2 separate regions of the Mus musculus genome follow, and region 1 is linked to region 2. The links are chromatin contacts, called in public Hi-C maps. All regions are on one chromosome and are shown on one strand. The core of a region is the stretch at or near the end of the contact, and the rest is flanking DNA. Distances in the headings are between cores, read along the strand shown. Region 1 holds the start of Tbc1d19 (TBC1 domain family, member 19). Region 2 overlaps Sel1l3 (sel-1 suppressor of lin-12-like 3 (C. elegans)).

Evidence for each region. A called contact is a pair of places that touch in the nucleus more often than the background predicts.
Region 1: a Hi-C map of bone marrow-derived macrophages shows a contact between it and region 2, with 11 read pairs. The contact joins the promoter of Tbc1d19 here to the enhancer-like site in region 2. A contact is called at or near these places in 1 of 484 Hi-C or Micro-C datasets (bone marrow-derived macrophages) and 2 of 115 datasets of contacts at active chromatin or transcription factors (bone marrow-derived macrophages and pancreatic cancer cells).

What each region holds. Positions count from the first base shown.
Region 1 is chr5:53,808,027-53,813,455 of GRCm38.p6, reverse strand. It overlaps Tbc1d19 (TBC1 domain family, member 19), which reads right to left and starts at 3,829. Exons shown (of 21, transcript NM_144517.4): 1 at 3,598-3,829. The coding sequence starts at 3,696.
Region 2 is chr5:53,193,543-53,199,435 of GRCm38.p6, reverse strand. All of the region lies in intron 2 of Sel1l3 (sel-1 suppressor of lin-12-like 3 (C. elegans)), which reads left to right. Among named protein-coding and RNA genes, the nearest start is that of Sel1l3, 17 kb to the left of the region's middle. Within about 2 kb of position 2,870, at least 77 of the 459 cell types and tissues checked have an H3K27ac peak or open chromatin away from gene starts, as enhancers often do. A contact at or near this core is called in bone marrow-derived macrophages and pancreatic cancer cells, where this site is marked.

The sequences.
Region 1 (5,429 bases), core at 2,580-5,079, 610 kb before region 2:
TGTGTCATATTGCACCAGTATAATCTCGCAGGCAAGTCACTGCTGCTCGTTGCAGAGGTTGTAGATGAGAGATATTGATTATTACTTTTCTTCCTTGGTAGTGTGCAGGATACCTCCTGGTACCATGAATGCTGGTCAATACTACTGAAGCTTCTAGTTAGGCACCAGCTTGATTTCTCCATGTCTGATAACACAGACAAATGTTTTCTTCAGCAATAGTGCAGGTTGTGGAGAGTGCATGATAGCTTTGGCAACAGCCTGCGATATTTGGGGATGAAGGCATGTCCATGGGACCCTTTTGACCAATTTAACAATAGTAGCCCATTCCTGGCACTGGACATTTTACTCAGTGGTATTAAAATGTCTACTTGGGGCATTGTCTCCCTATCATTTGGTAACTTCATTTAAATTCCTTTCACGTGTGTATATATTTTAGAAAGCTTCTGTAGGTGTAGGTGTCGACTTGGTGTTTCCAATTGCCTTTGTTGTCAGTTGTCTCTCTCAGTGGTCTCCCTATCCCTCTCCTTATTTAATCATCCAATTCTGATTTCCCCTTTTTGTCGCCATAACAATATATTCTATCTCCCCTTCCTTACGAGAGCCTCTCCTACAGCAAAGGACATGATCGTCTGGCAAAGCATTGGCCTACAGACTGGAAAATGATCTTCATCAACTGTTGCAAATTGTTACAAACGGTTAGTATCTAGACTATATAAAGAACTATAGAAGAATAAAAACTAAAAACATGATTCTTAAAATATCATTTCATTTTAAAAAATGGAGTACAAAACTAAGCAGAGAGTTTCCAGAAGATGAAACCCAACAGGCTCAGAAACACTTAGAGAAATGTACAACAACCTTAGCCAACAGGAAAATGCAAATTAAAACTAGTTTGATATACCATTTTTCCTCATTCAGAATGGCGAAGATCAAAAAAAAATTGATAGCACATGCTGGTGAGGATGCAGGGGAGGGGGAATGTCTATTCATTTCTATTCAAAGGGAGGTGCAAACGTGTACAGCCACTATGGAAATCAATGTGGTGGTTTCTCAGGAAGCTGGGGATTGAGCTATCTTATGTTTCAGCTCTACTACCCTTGAGCATATAATTGAAGGATTCTACATCCTATTACACAGACTTCTGCTCATCTATGCTCCTTGCTGGTCTATTCATACTAGCCAGAAGTTGGAAACAGGTCAGGTGTCCATCAACTGACTTACAGATAATGGGAATGCAGTTTATTCACACAATGGAATATTACTCAGCTATTGAGAAAAATAGAAGTATAAAATTTGCAGGTAGATGGATGGCACTTGAAAAAAGAATAAGCATGAGTGAGGTAACTCATACTCCCCCCCCCCAATAAATATAGTATAGTTTCCATTATATGTGGATGTTAACTTTTAAACTTTCCATATATGAGCTATAATCCAGATAACCACAGAGGTTAGGTACGTAGTATACAGACTAATTATGAGCTAGCAGACCAGTCTAGAGTAGCCCAGAGTACAAGAAAGAAGGAATCCACTTTCATCTTGTGCCCTTTCCCATGAGCATCTACCAGGGTTTCACAGGAATCTGCAGAGTACCTTCTGCTGGCTAAATATGTAAAAACAAGCATAAAACTGCTACATCAACAATACTCTCCCCTTCCATGAGGCAACGACCCTAAATCACAAGCAATGTCAGAAACTCTCTATTTAAAATTTCAGGCAATAACTCCCCAGTTTAGAATAGTTGTAAAAGCTCTCTACAATGTGGACAGGTTGAAAAAAAAAATTCTCTTGGGCCTAGGACCTCATGCCAATTCAGAGATGTTAGCAGACACCAGAGCAGGTGTGTCTGTTTCACACACCTGCCACAGATACAAGGCTGAGTTTAGTTGCAAAACAAAGAAAAATAAAAGCCAGGGCTAATAAGGACCCTGCACAGATAAGGTATATGAACTAATAGTGTAGAATCAGAAGCTCCCACACCTACCATGGTGCTAGCACAGACTAAATCAGCCTATTGCTTGGAAAGGGACACATAGGCAGAGAGACTTGTGAAGCTGGGAGGTAGTAGAAATATTGAGGCAATTTCTCTATGCTCCAAGACTCTAACCAGAAGTAACAGAAGGCTGGGTGCAGTCTAGGGTGTAAGGAAGGGAACAGGGAAAATCTCAGAGTTTGCTTCACTCATGACCTATATATGCTAACTGAAGCACCACATTTTGCTTGGCTTTTTGTTGCTATGATAAAGCACTGCCCCAAAACAACTGGGTGTGGGGGGAGTAAAGAATTCATTTGTCTTACAAATTACAGCCTATCACGGAGAAAAGCCAGTGTAGCAACTCAAGGTAGAAACTACGGCAGAGACCCTGGAGGATCTGCTTTCTGGCTTGCTCCCAGGCTCATCATTCAGTACCTTGATAATATAGCCTAGGCTTGCCTGCTTAGGGATGGTACCACCCACAGTGGGCTCAGCCATCCTGTTTCAGTTAGGAATCACGAAAATGCCCCGTGCATATGTCCACAGAGGCAGCTTAGGAGATCAATTTCTCAATTAAGGTTTCCTCTTCTCAGGTGTTTTAAGTCAACAAACAAGATTAATCATCACATACCACACTCAGTAAAGATACACTTAAACAAAACTTTCAACCTACTTAACTGACATTTCTAAATTATAAAAAAAAAAAAGATGTTTACTAAGTACACAAAGGATGTTCAACAAGAGAAAACAAATTACGAATCTTAAAAATAAAAAAATACTCCAACAAAATTTAAAGAATTAACATAATATAAATTTTATCCATCCTGGAGTTAAACTTGAAATCAACAAAAGGAAGAAACTGGAAAGATCTCCCCAAATTTGAAAACTAAACAATACATTTTCTGGACAATCCATGGGATAAAGATAAAGTCACAGAATATACATATTGGCATTATCCATAATCTCTAAACAACCTAAATATCCACCAGGTAAGTACTAACTAGAGAAACTAATGGGAACAGAAGTACTAAAATACCAAGTTTGGATGGATCTCAAAATCCTAACGGGGACAGAAGCATCCACAAAAGTTTTGGTACTGTAGGATTCCATTCACACTACATTCTCATACAGTAAAGCTCTACTGGTTATTCTGTCTACTCGCAGGGCCGAGTCTGTTTAAATGAATTCAATAAACGCTAGGTGGGCACATTAAAAAAAAAATCACTGTAGGGAGAGCAAAGTGCAACAAAGTGACACATTAGAATAAAGCACATGGGATCCCAATCCATCCACGAGAAAGTAAAAAAGAAGGAAGGCATGCTGCTCGTGAGTCCAACATCTAAAAAATAAAAAATAGGTCCCTTAAACGACTACAAGAATAAACGGGAGAAGCCTTGGCCATTCTCTGGCCTGAAGAAGGGCGTGATGAGCCCCACCCATCTTTAAAAAAATACAATTGCCTCACTCCTGGGTCTGAGCAAACAAGGTGCAAGGCTCAGGGAGGGGTTTAAAACAGCAGAAAGGGGTGGAGAGAGCAAAAAGCTCTGGCCTGGGTGAAGGCAGTGTAGCAGGCAGGTCATCCTGCGGCCTGCCGGTCTCCATAGCTTCCCATCAGCCCCGCTTACCCAGGCCTGCCGTTCCAGCTGAGCATACAAATTGGAGCCCTTGAGTTTCTGGACGATCTGGGCAATGATGAGGGACAGGTCCGACTCCTCCTGCAACATTTCCCCTGCCCTAACCCGCCAGCCGCGGGGACGGCCGCCGGCAAGGAAAGAATGCGCTGCAGGGTCCCACTCCTGGCCGCTGACACTTCTCCCGGACCTTTTTTCGGCGGGACTCCTCCAGCGGGCGTTGCCAGGCAACTGCTGGGCCGTGCGTCCGTCCCTCTCTGGTCCCCTCCGCATCTGAAAGACCTCGCACATGCGTTCCGAGGGCGGAAAGAGACCAGGGCCGGGAAGTAGATTTCATTGTTCCTACCCAGTCTGATCGAAAACACAGAACAAAAGCTTGTTCTTCCGCAGCCACAAAGTTTCAGATGTGCAAAAAAGAACCGAGAACGAGGTGGTGTGTGTGTGTGTGTGTGTGTGTGTGTGTGTGTGTGTGTGTGTGTGTTGAAATTTACTATATAGACTCTGTATTATAGAGATTCTTAACTCTTCCACCAGTCAATCTCTGCAGAACACGCCTGTGAACACAATTGCTGCTGGTTACACCCCAAAATTATGGGCTCTGATACTAGCTGTTGCACTTAAGCGATGTATTTAAATTGCAGAATTCAATTTACACCAATTGGCAGGATGTTTTGATAGTTGGCTGAGGTAAGAAGCAATTCATGAAGTTGCACGCTTGTTTCCTTTGCGACTGTTTCTATTCTCTAGGCTTTATACAGCAGTGGTTCTCAATCTTCCTAATGCAGCCACACTTTAATACAGTTCCTCATGTTGTGGTGAACCCTAATCATAATTTTTTTGCAGCTTCTTCATAACTGTAATGTTGCTATTGTTATGAAACACATATAAATATATGTGTTTTTCAATGGTCTTTTTTTAAAGGAAGTCTTTTTTAAGAGTTTATTTATTTAATGTATATGAGTACACTGTCATATGGTTATAGATGGTTTTGAGTCACCATGTGGTTGCTGGGAATTGAACTCAGGACCTCTGGAAGAGCAGTTAGTGCTCTTGACCACTGAGCCATCTCTCCAGCCCTTTTTCAATGGTCTTAAGCAAGTCCTGTGAAAGGGTGGTTCTTGGGAACTGCTGTTCTAGAATCTACAATCATATCCTGGTATTAGTCTCCTTTCACATACAAATTAACCAACAACAATTACTAATACTTTTTTTTTTAGTATTCTTAATTTTAAAATGACTAAGATCCTGACTGTCCTTGTCTTTAAGAAATCTACCATCTAGATTTCTATGCATTCATTCCATCTTTTAGACATGGTCCAACTTTCAGTTTATCGAGCATTTACATACAAGGAACTGTGTGAGCACAAATATTTAATAAAATACAGTTTGTGTCCTCAAGGAAATATATGAAACATAGTTATAATTAGAAGTAACTGATTTAACTAATTGAACGTTAATCCAAAGGCCAATAGTAGGTCAGCAAACGCCCTAAGGTGTAATTATACATTAGAATACACATTAGAATAATAGAATAATTAGAATACACATTAGAATAATATCACCAAAATACTTACGGATTAATTTTGGTTTTGTGTGTATACATATTTTTTAAGCACAGCAAGAGTAGAATTTCAGGAAAACAGGCTGAGAATGCTGAAAAGGCTAGTTTAGCCTAATTACATTGAACGTTAATGAGCTTAAGAGTCACAAGAGGTTTTGTTAAATCAAACTCGAGTTCAGATTCAATAGGCCTCCAGTGAGATCTGTTCATTTGAATTGCTGACAGTGGCCTGAAGATTGAAATGCTTGGGATCCAAGAGCAAACT
Region 2 (5,893 bases), core at 1,621-4,120:
GAGAGCTGCTTAGAAACAATAAAGACACTGAAAGGGGAACTGGCTCCCCAGCAAGCCCCACGGCTTCTGTTATTTAGAAGAAGAACGTTTCATCTTTCTTCTAGATGAGAGAGACGCCAGAGCCATCTTTGTGCCAGAAAGGGACGTTGTGCCTCAGGGTAGTAACTTGTGGCCGGGGCGGACCTGCGCCATTACTTCTGTGTGTGTAGCCAGAGCTTGCCTAGCCTCTGTTTCCTTAATCTATAATATAGGCTAACGGAGCCTTCTCTCAGAACAGAGTGATGGGTACTGAACGAGCTGCAGTTGCTTTGTCCATCACCAGCCCTCAGCACCAAGCTGCCACACTGATGGGGGAGCCTAAATTCTGCATATTATCCTAAATGCTGTGTGGTGATAGCCTACACAGGATCCATACAGAGGCTCCTGGGTCATTCCACAGCCTCTCTACACATCAGAGCTGGAGACTTATGAAGTGGGTTCCAAGTTCTCCCGTGGGAGGAGAGGCACTGGCTCTGGGGGCCTGAGCACCTGTCAGTTCTCTTCACTTGGCATGGGGAGTGAGCAGGGTCTGTCCCCAGACCCCACCCAGGTCTAGTATGATTTCCACCCATGAGCACTTGCAACCGCAGTATCTAGTGTTTGTGCTATCAACACAATGTTCCTCAGCTACCTAGGACTGGAGATGGAGTGGGCTCAGCATCTGACATGGATTCTGATGCACCCCAAAATTTCAATCTCTGGTCTAGGGGGTGGGACTGTGGATAGGACTTTGATCTTGTTTAGACTCTGGCCCAACTCCCAGGCTGGCTTGGCAGGTGCAGGAATTCCACAGCCCATGACAATGGGCCTTTCCAGTCGGTTCCTCAGACTTGGTCTTTTTCAGAGCTGGTATGGGAGGTGATTTAAGGACATGACCCCATCCATGCTCTGTCTCTAGTGACATGCTTTTTCTCACCTTTGGGATATGATTTCTGGGGAAACAGTGGTTGTGGTGACTTCTTAGTAAGTTCCAAAGTGGCTGTGTGTGTGTGTGGCCATATAGGTCCATAGTTCTTGCTGCATACATTAAACAGCATCTTGAAAGCTCTTTATTTGACTCTAATTGTAGAGCCACTAGAAATGAGAGAAATGGTAGAGGAAGTCCTTTGTGCCATAGTCCAGCTTTTCCCACTGGTACTGCATTCTGTAATCACACCACAGTATTAAAACTAGGGAACCAACACCACTGAATACTGTTATCTGTAGACTAGAATCAGGTTTCATAGTATCTGCATTTGCTTGGTGTGTGTGTGTGTGAGTGCATGCACACACACATACACACACACACACACGGATTGTGGGAAGAGCTGGGTAATTAGATGTCTGGAATACAGGAACTATGCATAAATGGGTGAGCCACCCTCCTCCAGGCAGAGCCCATGCTAACTCCTATCTGAGCGCCTTCCACAGGGAACCCCCAATTTGTCAAACAGAAGGGAGCAGGGCAGGGCTCAAACAGCCACAGTTTTGCTTTGCCTCTGACTTCACCAGGCTTCATGATTCCATTTCATGTTCCGAAAATGTATGTCTTTCTCATTGAAAAATGACCAAATTGCAAACGGGGTGTCTTAAAATGACGTTCTCAGGGTGCCTTGCAAATGGGGGTGGGGTGCCTTCTCTTCCTTCTGCTGTTCCTTGCCCTGTTTGCAAGGGCCAGGAATGGCACAGTGGGAATTTTCTACCCGCCTTCTTGAGAACATTACTTTTGGCGTGAGAACCAACCTAATCAAATCATTGCACACAGGAAAACCTTTCTTAGGAGTTAAAAAATCACTGAAAATGGAGGTGGGAGTCTTTGGCACTCTCAAACCAGCCCTGCACCTGCAACTATGATTTGTTTATCAAAATGAGCCCATTTTCCCTCTCTCCTTAAAAGAGAAGTCACCTGAGCCGAGTGTGGCAGGCTGTAAGACGTGCTCTGACTTTTGTTCTGGATGGGGCTGTGGGCTAACGGGGCTAGAGGGAAGCCTGGTTCTTAACAGAGCCCTTTTTACTTCCTTTGCTTCCTGGCAACAGCTAGCTGAGAGATCAGGAGAGCCCAGATGAGCTTCAGGGGCACCTGCAGGTCTGGACCCCTCTGTAAAATGCATCCCCATTGAGATAGGGCTTGGAAAATGCTCTCTGAGCCAAGCATCTCATATCCTATATGGTCCTGCCTCTGTGCCCCGATCCAGCTTCATCTTTTTTGTTGTTTATGAAAAGGCACAAACTCTCCCTGTGCCTAGATTTTCCAGGAGAATGGTTGAAGTCCTCTCTACCACCAGCTTAGCTTGTGTTCCAGGATAGGACTGAATATCTCAAGAAAGGCCCAGGCTGGACCACTGGTTTGACTTTTGGAGGACAACTGGCAAGTCTGCATCCATCCCTGCTGAACAAGCCCGACCCAGATCCAAAATCAACATCTTTCAGATACCTTGAACCAAGACTCTTACACATGCCCTTCTGCATACCTGTCCCTGTTGTGTTCTCGCCACGGAGCCATAGGCGGCTGGGCAAGCAACGCCTGTGGCTCCTCCACCTGATTGTTGTCTGTTTCCTTGGGGGAGGGGATGGGCCTTATCCCTTAAGTCCAATGTGTGTCTGACTCATTCCTGAACTCACTGAAAACACGGGGTGGGGTGGGGCTGGAGTTAACATTCAACCCGGGCCATCCTCAGAACCTCTTCCTTGTCACACCCTCAGGAAAGAGTCTGCCAGTGCTGTTGGCTACAGCTGAAACTGTCTATGCCATCTGTTCAATCTCTCCTTGCCACGTGGACTGCTGGCATCCTTGTCTAAGTCACCACCCTCCTGGACTTTGACCTCAGCCTCGTGGCTCTCCAGCGTCAGCCTTGCCTCCTCTCTCTCCTGGAAGGCTGTGCAGTGCAGCCTGGTCACCTCTGTCCCCCTTTGAACCTCCCTATTCTGCTACTTGGGAGTCAAACCATGCTGTCATGCAGCTCTTGCTGGCTCCACCTCCTGGCCACATGAGTCTGCTTGCTTCTACCTAAACAGGCCACATTCAGTCCCACTTGGGGACATTTGAGGACATGTGGGTAACTGTTGCCACCTAGAATGCTCATCTCCTAATCTCTGTTCAGGTTGCATCTTTACCTCCTTCATCCCAGCACTCAAATGCCTGCTTCTGTGACCATCTGGTCTGAGATAGTGACCTTGCCTGGCATTATCTTTTTGGTCTCCTCTGTAGGCAATAACTACTGGACACTGTAATTATTTTTTGTTATTGTTGTTGTTCAGAAAGTTCTTTCCTTTTTAAAAAAAATTAGATATTTTCTTTATTTACATTTCATTACATTACATTGTTATCCCCTTTCCTGGTTTCCCCTCTGAAACATCCCTATCCCATCTCTCCCCTCCCCCCAACCCACCTACTCCCACTTACCTGTCCTGGCATTCCCCTACACTGGGGCATCGAGCCTTCACAGGACTAAGGACCTCTCCTCCCATTAATGTCCAACAAGGTCATCCTCTAATACTTATGTGTCTGGAGCCACGGGGTCCCTCCATGTGTACTCTTTGGTTGGTGGTTTAGTCCCTGGGAGCTCTGGAGGTACTGGTTGGTTGATGTTATTCTTCCTATGGGGCTAAAGCTCCTTCATCTCCTTCAGTCCTTTCTCTAGTTCCTCCACTGGGGACCCTGTGCTCAGTCCAGTAGTTGGCTGAGAGCATCCACCTCTGTATTTTGAACACTGTAATTAAATACCTATATTTTCTGGTTTCCTGTAGAACATTATAATGCAAGCTCCTTGAGCCGTAGCTTCCCAAATGGCCTATCACACTGACTGAGGCTGCAGGGTCCCAGTTACTTCTCTTGCAAACACACATGGCTCAGCTCTGCCTTAGTGGGTTGAGTCTGACACTCCCACTTTTGGGTCTTCCTGATTTAGTTCCTCTGACCTAGGATGCTTATTGTCCTACACTGTCCCAACAAGTGTCACCAGCTCCATCAGCATGTGGCCTTCCCTCCTTCCATGTGTCCCTGCTGAAATCCTCCCTAAACTTTGACTGTTAGTCCAAATTGCTACCTCCCCTTGTCCCATCCACAAATGTATGTGTGTTCATGAGCGGTTTATTTCCACAATCAGAAATTGCCTATTGGACCTCTAGCTGGTGTACACAGTCTCTCTTGGGATGTGTATTGTGTTCAAAGATTGACTGAGCCTCTACCGACCAGTTTCTTCCCCAAATCTGGGAACTTACGGGTAGAAAGCTAGTCCCTCTCTTTAAGGTGGTTGTGTAGGAGACAAACACAGCTATGGCACAGTCACAGCCACTCTCTATTTCCAAGTCCTAGTCATGTGCCAGACATCGTGGGAAGAGCCTAGCTTCTCTACCCAACACTCTGCCTTCTAAACTTGCTGATGGGGAAGTAGACTTGGGGAAGTAGAATGATCTGTTTCAGGTCACACAACTACTAACCACAGAGCTGGTATTTAAGGCTGGATCATTTGCCTCCCAAACATCATATTTAACCATTGGGTTAGACAGGTGCCTAGGGCTGTAAAGCTAGCTATTAATTATTTATTTATTTCATGCCATTCACCTTAGACTTAAGCTGCTATGTGCTTATCAGGTGCTTCAGTGGGGTTTGTCACAGAGGAGGTGACATTTGGACAGAGACCTGATGGCTAAGCAAAGCTCTCATAGTCAGAAGAATGGAGATCAAGATATCAGAAAGGCAGAAAGGACAGAGGGAGTTATAGCGCTGAATGGGGGAAGGGGTTGCATGACACAGCCACATCCCTCTATGTGCAATTTGGCAGGCAGGCTGTGTGTTGCCTTCCTGCAGGAGGAAGTTAAGAGGGCTCTGAGACCCAGCCTGTACACATGAAGGGTCATGTCAACTGACTGCCAGCATCCACTATGAGATGAAGATGCAGACCAGTAGTGTGCTTGCTATGTGTCTGAAGCACTTACTTGCATTTGAAGGCAGAATGCCAGGCGTGGGTGAGGTTATTCAGGACCACACTGTGAAGATTTCCAAGCACCACATTAACAGTAGTGACCGTTCTGCCCTTGTGCCTCCGTTCACGACAGGTGTCTGATGAGAAACTCTTGGAGCATCATGGACGATATTTAAAATTACAGTTATTTATTAATTTGGGGTTGGGGAGGACACATGCACATGCCAAGTTGTGTGTGTGTATATAGAGGTCAGAGGAAAACCTGAAGGGGGATTGACTCCCTTCTTCACCATGTGGGTGCCAAGGTTCAATCTCTTGGCTGCAAGCACCTTGAGCCATCTTGCCACTTGAAAGTATGGTTTCTTATAACAACATTCTATTACAATAAAATAACTGAAATTTAAGTCAGAACTTGGGTCCAGGCTTAACGTATCATCCTTGTGGAAAAAAATAAAAATGACTCTCAAACAAACTGGACATGCATCAGGATTGTTCAGGCCAATGACGTGAGAATCCATTTCTAATTATAAGCTATATATTTGGACTTAAAAAAAAAACCCAGAGACTCAGTCCCCCTTTCCCCAGTTAATCACAGTAGTCTGAGGTTTCCAGTAATAACACTAATTAGTGGCTCGCATCTGCGTTGCCCTTTACAATGAACAAAACACTTTTTCCAGGCACATTGTCTCATTTAATCCTTGTAACAATCTCAAGGGAAAGACAGCATTATTCTCTTCCTCTTCTTAATGAAGGGGAAAACTGGAGGCTCAGGGAGATTATTTAACTGGAGTCCAGACCTCCATTCTTTTGGCTTTGCTATGCCGCCTCTCTGAGATATGCTAATACAGCCCTAACCCAGGTTCTAAATTAGAAGGAATCCTTTTTTTAAAGTTGACTTTTTATCGATGTGAATCATGTTTCCTTCACCCACTGGACTTTGTCTCTTTGAA